2 separate regions of the Mus musculus genome follow, and region 1 is linked to region 2. Evidence: chromatin contacts called from public promoter capture Hi-C data. All regions are on one chromosome and are shown on one strand. The core of a region is the stretch at or near the end of the contact, and the rest is flanking DNA. Distances in the headings are between cores, read along the strand shown. Region 1 overlaps Cetn3 (centrin 3). Region 2 overlaps Adgrv1 (adhesion G protein-coupled receptor V1).

Region 1 (2,935 bases), core at 231-2,730, 390 kb before region 2:
ACTGAGTGACACACTTATTCCCAGGAGTCAAATGAATGCCAGCACTACAGAGGTACTGTATAATGCATCAAAACATGCAGGGCTGCTATTCTACAGTACATTTGAATCAAACAGAGGTGAATAAATGTCACTATAAAATTGTTGCTAACTGAATGAAACAATGGATCATAAAGCTGAAAGACCTCATTCTCAGGTACTGGATGCTAAAATATTAAAGAGTCACGTTCTTAATATGTGGGTAAGGTTACTTTCATGCTAAAGCTACCTTGAGGATGGTTTAGAAAATGTTCACTTATGGCATATATGTCAAGAATTCATCTAATAAAGTAACCCCAGAGCTGGTGCAATAATTGTGCTCAGTTTGAAATGGAGAATAAATGGACAGAACTTACAGTAATATATTATAAAATATGGATCAAAAAGTATTGGAAAACACTACTAAAGACAACTCATGACTTGGATTGTCAATTAAAAGTATGGCATTTAGAAAGAAGGGAAGGCAAGGTGGGGAATGCCATCCCAGACACAGGAAGAGGAAACACACCTAGAAAGGTAAACCGTGAGCTAAGGCCAGTGAGAAGTCTAAGTCAAAGCAGGCCGACTTCCATCAGCTCCTGCTCAGTCTGAAACATTTACAAGGTCCTCTGAGAGACACGGAAGAGACAGGACACAAAGCAACTCATGAACCTGAGAAATGAAGAGTTGTGACCTCTTCGGTTAAATACCACATCTAAAGAGCTTATGAGAATACGACCTGTTTGTCTCCCAACTAAGAATTCAAATAGATAAGAATCCTAAGCCAGTGTGGAGCTTCATCTAAAAACACAATTGAAGCAATCTACACTGAGGCTTCTAGGCCAAACCAGAAAGTATTATTTTCTTAGGAAAGCAATAAAAGGAGCTTCAAAGTGATTTGGTTATAAATCATTTAATACTGTAACAGAGCTATGACTAAAAACTAAGTACTTTAGTTTTATTCAAGATTTTGCTTTTTTTAAAATATAAAATTTCAATAATCAAACTTCAAATTCAGCTTCAAAAAGTTGTAGAAGTCACAAATAGCTGTTTTATGTTATTTATATATACTTTAACATATGATAGTATTACAAAAATATTTTAATCTATTTCATGATTTAATATCCAAAAGCATAACAGTTAAGTCTAAAACAGTAAAGAACAAAGGAACTAAAGGAACCAAACTAGCCACTTGACTACTAGGGAGGTGACAAGAAAGCCAGGCTTTCTAACTTCACCAACCATCTTTCTGACAACAGCATAACACCTGGCTTAAAGATAAGTATCTGAGTGGCCAAGAAGATGGCTCAGCCAAAAAGCATTCACCACATAAGCCTGGTGACCAGAATTCAACCCCCAGGACCCAGATAAAAACCTGAGAGATAGTGCAGTGCACTTCTGTGATCTCAGCACTCCTACAGAGAGAAGGGAGAATCTTAGCAGGCATGCTAGCCAGAAGTATGCAACCCGGAAACAGAAACAGGAAGTCACTCCCTCAACAAGGAAGAAGGTGAGAAATGACTCTCAAACACACACAGACACAAACACAGACAGACAGACACACACACACACACACACACAATCTATATAAAGTTTGAGTACCTGAGAAGCTACATGGCTTCAAAAGAAAAATAAAAAAACAAAGTTTAGCATCAGAAGTACTAGTCAATAAATTAATACACTGCTTCCCATCGCAGTTAACATCTTACTGTAGTATCTCAAACAATACAGAATGCCCTTTTCACTGTGGAGAACTGAGTCTGAGCTCTGCTGCTATCATGGACTAGCTCTGTGATAATCTACTATACACGCATCTCTCTTATGTGCATACAGCTACAGTACTCTATCCACTTTACAGAAGCTATTATGAAAATTGAGTAACATAAAAGATTCCAACCATCATTATCATTATTTAAAAAGTGGTCTGCTATAGCTTCTTAAATGTTACTTTCATTTTTATAAAAGCACATAGTGTACTTTGTTTTATATTATTTATATTTATTTTGAGAGACTGTGGTATTAATCTTCTTTATCTTCAGATATACCTACATATTTATGTCTATTTTGTAGTATACATTATTTGCCTTCATATCCACATTTGCAGTCTTTATTTCATTAAACCCATAATATTGAAAAAATAGTTATTCTTAAAAATTGGATACCATTAAACATTTATAAAAGCAAATGAATTACTAAATGTCACAAAATGGCAAAAAAATATTTTTATCTTCATCAGTTTAAAATATAAAAAAAAAAGTACAAAACTTGGTTTGCAACCAAGAGGATCCATATTAAACATACTAAAATATGAAGGTAGTTTGCTCTTCTAAATGTCATGAGCCCTTAATGGCACCCTCATCAGCTGCCATACACCACTAAGGAGGCTTTTGAGAAAAAGATGGTGTTTCCAAAGTTCTCGCTGGAGAAAGTGAGAAGCACTTCAACAGACAAGTGGGCTCTCTGCTCCCTAAGAGAAGAAAGCAGCAAAGCCACCGTCATCAGGATATAGATGTTCAGTACATAACAGTTAAAGCAAGAATGAAGAATGCAGCATAAATAGACCTCAGTACTAAGTGTGTGCTTTACTCTGCAGGTAGTGAAGATTCACTCTTCAGTGTCTGAGCACAGAAATGACGACACTACAACCCACATTTAGGAAAAGAATATTATCGACAGAATGAAAAGGAGATGAAGGCTAATAAGCCCAGAGGGCAATGGGAAGGCTGTGAGAGACACCAGCATATATTTGCCGGACAGGTGGTACACAACGCTGCACCTCACAGGCAGCCTGGGAAAGAACATTGTGACATTTTAAATATAACTCAGGAACTGAAACAGAGCAGCAGAGAAAACAAACAAACAAACAAACAAAAATAGATTAAAAGTGGTTAAAAGAAAAATCTACAAATTTAGTAATAGT
Region 2 (2,956 bases), core at 284-2,783:
AAAGAAGTTAAAAAAAAAATCTAAACAGGTGTGCTGTCTGTAGTGCAAGGAGCAAATTTCCCCATACAGATATAATGTCTATAGTGTAAGTAGTAGCAGCGGGAAATCCCGTACCGATATGCTGTCTGTAGTGCAAATAACAAAATTCCTCATACAGATATAATGTGTGTAATGCAAAGATCAGGACACCCCATGCAGGTGTGTATTCTGTAGTGCAAAGGGAAGGGAAGGGAAAGATAAGCAAGTTAGAAAGCTTTTAGATGAAAATCTTTTGTATTCTCTGGTCAAACATGCCAGAAAAATTTTACCCAACTTTATCCATATCAGCTGGGGGGGGGGGGTTAAGGATGGGGGCTTGGGATGGGAGAGAGGGAGTGAGAGAAAGAGAGAGAGAGGGAATATAGATTTGTAACCTTTGCGGGAACCTTGGTCTCTGCATGCCATGTCAGAGGACCGGGCTGAGAGTTGGGACTTTGCCCACTGAAAACAGTTAAAGGTGCCCAGCATTGGCACAGTGTCAGCGGAGAACACTGGATGGCAATGGACAGGTTCTCAGAGGAGAGATCTGTGGAGGTGAGATTACTGACAAGGTCTCACTCCACCTAATGATAAAGAAGGCTCTCCTTCCTTCTACTTCAGAAACCAGTTAGGAAAACTGCACTTTCCCTGTCAGGAGGAATATTTCCCTTTTTTGCTCATAGCAGTGTCAAAATGAGCTAATAATAAATAAGAAACAAACAAACAAACAAACAAATAATAACCCGAGTCTCCTGAGGTAAGATACAACATGTACCAGTCAACACAGATCTGTCTCATCAGAGCATGGAACGATCTCAAGTGGAATGGAAAACAGTAATAAGTAGATGTCAGCAATAAGATGAGCCAAATATGAGAAATACTCAGTAAGATTTTAACACAGCTGCACAACATGCTTTAATCAGCAGTTAAACAAGTGAAAGAAATTGTCTAAATAAGGAAAGAAGAACTCTTAGGCAGTAAATAGAGGACATGAAGAGTAGCAAAGGAGGTTTTTACATGTAGATAAACAATAACGAAAGTGGCCTAGACAATCTCAGGGACAGAACAAAGAGAAAGGAAAGAACTATCTTGTAGATAGAATGACAGTTGGTCCTCTGTTTGAACAACGGCAGCAGAGAGATTGAGAAAACTTAATGAAGCATGGCTTAGGGACCTACAAAGCTGCAACAGCAAAAATTAACATTATGACTCTAGAGTCCTGAAAGAAAGAAGAAAGAGATAGGGATTGAAAAAAAAACATTTGAAAGAATAGAGATGGAAATGTTTTCAATTTCATAAAGGTTATTAGAATATATGTTGAAGAAACTAAAAAAAAAAATCCACAGGCAAAATAAATAAGAAAAAGAAAATCCTTCATTGAGGTGCTGTAATCATCTTGTTGTGACAGAACACCAGACAAAGGCTACTTCAGGAGGGAGAGGGTTGTGTTGGCTGGCAGTTTAAGGGTGTGGTCCATCACAGCAATGAAGCAAAGGAGGTTCAGGCAGTCTCACACTGTGTCCATGGTCAGGAAGCAGAGAGAGATGAGTCAGATGCACACAGGCAGTCTCACACTGTGTCCATGGTCAGGAAGCAGAGAGAGATGAGTCAGATGCACACCCAGCTTTCTACTTTCATTTAATCCAGATTTCAGAGCCTAGATTGTCACTGTGTACACTCAGGGTGAGTTAACCTCTGCTAACATAATCTAAGTGATCCCGTATAGGTCTTCTCAGGCCTGACTCTTCAGTGGCTCTAGCTCCTGTGAGGCTGATGATATTAACAGTAACAGTATATAATAATCAAACTATAAAAATGAGAAGAAAATACTGAAGTGAAGTGTTGGAGCCCAACTATAAATTGTAGATTTCAAATGGTAGAAATGTTATTTCACCTGTAGAAAAAACATCCCTCCACAATGAAAAAGAAATTAAGGCATTAGAAAAGTAATACTTTCATATCAATATGCTCACAGTGAAAGAACACCATGACAGAATATCCTGTCTGTCAAATGCAGTGATAAGAAGAATGGGTTTATGATCATGGAAGGAAGAATACAGTAAGCAAAACCAGAGTGGTACATGAAGACATTGCACTAGAGGACATATCTGTATAAGATGTTCAGTGTGCCACAGAGATTTTTATCTGAATCTTCCAGAATGGCTGTCATAAAATCAGTGACAATACCTAATACTGGCAAGAATTCAGAGACTGGCTAATTAGTTTATTGCTGGTGGCTATGTAAAATGATATAACCATCTGAAAGATGTTAGTTTCTTAAATAACTACACATGAATTATGCAGGTCCATGCAATTACTGTCTTGGCCATTTATTTCAATGAAAACTTGTTACACAGAAATCTCTACATGAATGTTTGTGGTAGCTTATTATAATAAAACTGTCCATCAGTTGGCAAAAGGCTAAATGAGCTGTGAACTCCTACTAAGTGTGGTAAGGAACAAGCCATCGAGACACATCAGCCAGTGTAATCTCCTAATGATCATGTCAAAAAAAAAATCTCCAAAATTGTAGGGTGAAAGATTCCATTCACATATGAAAGTCACAACATCATAAAAATGCAGAACTTAATCGTCATTTAGAACAATGAGGGACTGTCAGGCAGGAAACTGAGTGATCATGAAAGTTACTGTAAAGGATTCTTAAGAAATGAAAATTGTTTGTGACCCTGTCAGTGTTAATATCATTTTGCAAGGTGTTGACAATAAGGGATCTTGAGTAGAAAATATAGGAAATAATACTGTTTTGCTTTTTAGTTCAATATAAGAAGACACACCTAGAATCAAAAGGGACAGTTTAAAATCAGAAACCATAGCAGAAGGGTCTAGGATACTAGGAGAACATGGCCCACAGAATCAACTCAGCAAGGCTCATAGAGACTTACAGAGACCCAAGAAGCAATCACAGAGCCTGCATGGA

Evidence for each region. Capture Hi-C pulls out chosen DNA fragments and counts their contacts.
Region 1: a promoter capture Hi-C map of adipose tissue shows a contact between it and region 2. The contact joins two enhancer-like sites. A contact is called at or near these places in 1 of 115 datasets of contacts at active chromatin or transcription factors (epiblast stem cells) and 2 of 9 other capture datasets (adipose tissue and pancreatic islet).

Annotation. Positions count from the first base shown.
Region 1 is chr13:81,792,511-81,795,445 of GRCm38.p6, reverse strand. All of the region lies in intron 4 of Cetn3 (centrin 3), which reads right to left. Among named protein-coding and RNA genes, the nearest start is that of Cetn3, 11 kb to the right of the region's middle. Within about 2 kb of position 1,480, at least 65 of the 459 cell types and tissues checked have an H3K27ac peak or open chromatin away from gene starts, as enhancers often do. A contact at or near this core is called in adipose tissue, where this site is marked.
Region 2 is chr13:81,400,563-81,403,518 of GRCm38.p6, reverse strand. All of the region lies in intron 77 of Adgrv1 (adhesion G protein-coupled receptor V1), which reads left to right. Among named protein-coding and RNA genes, the nearest start is that of Adgrv1, 230 kb to the left of the region's middle. Within about 2 kb of position 1,533, at least 57 of the 459 cell types and tissues checked have an H3K27ac peak or open chromatin away from gene starts, as enhancers often do. A contact at or near this core is called in adipose tissue, where this site is marked.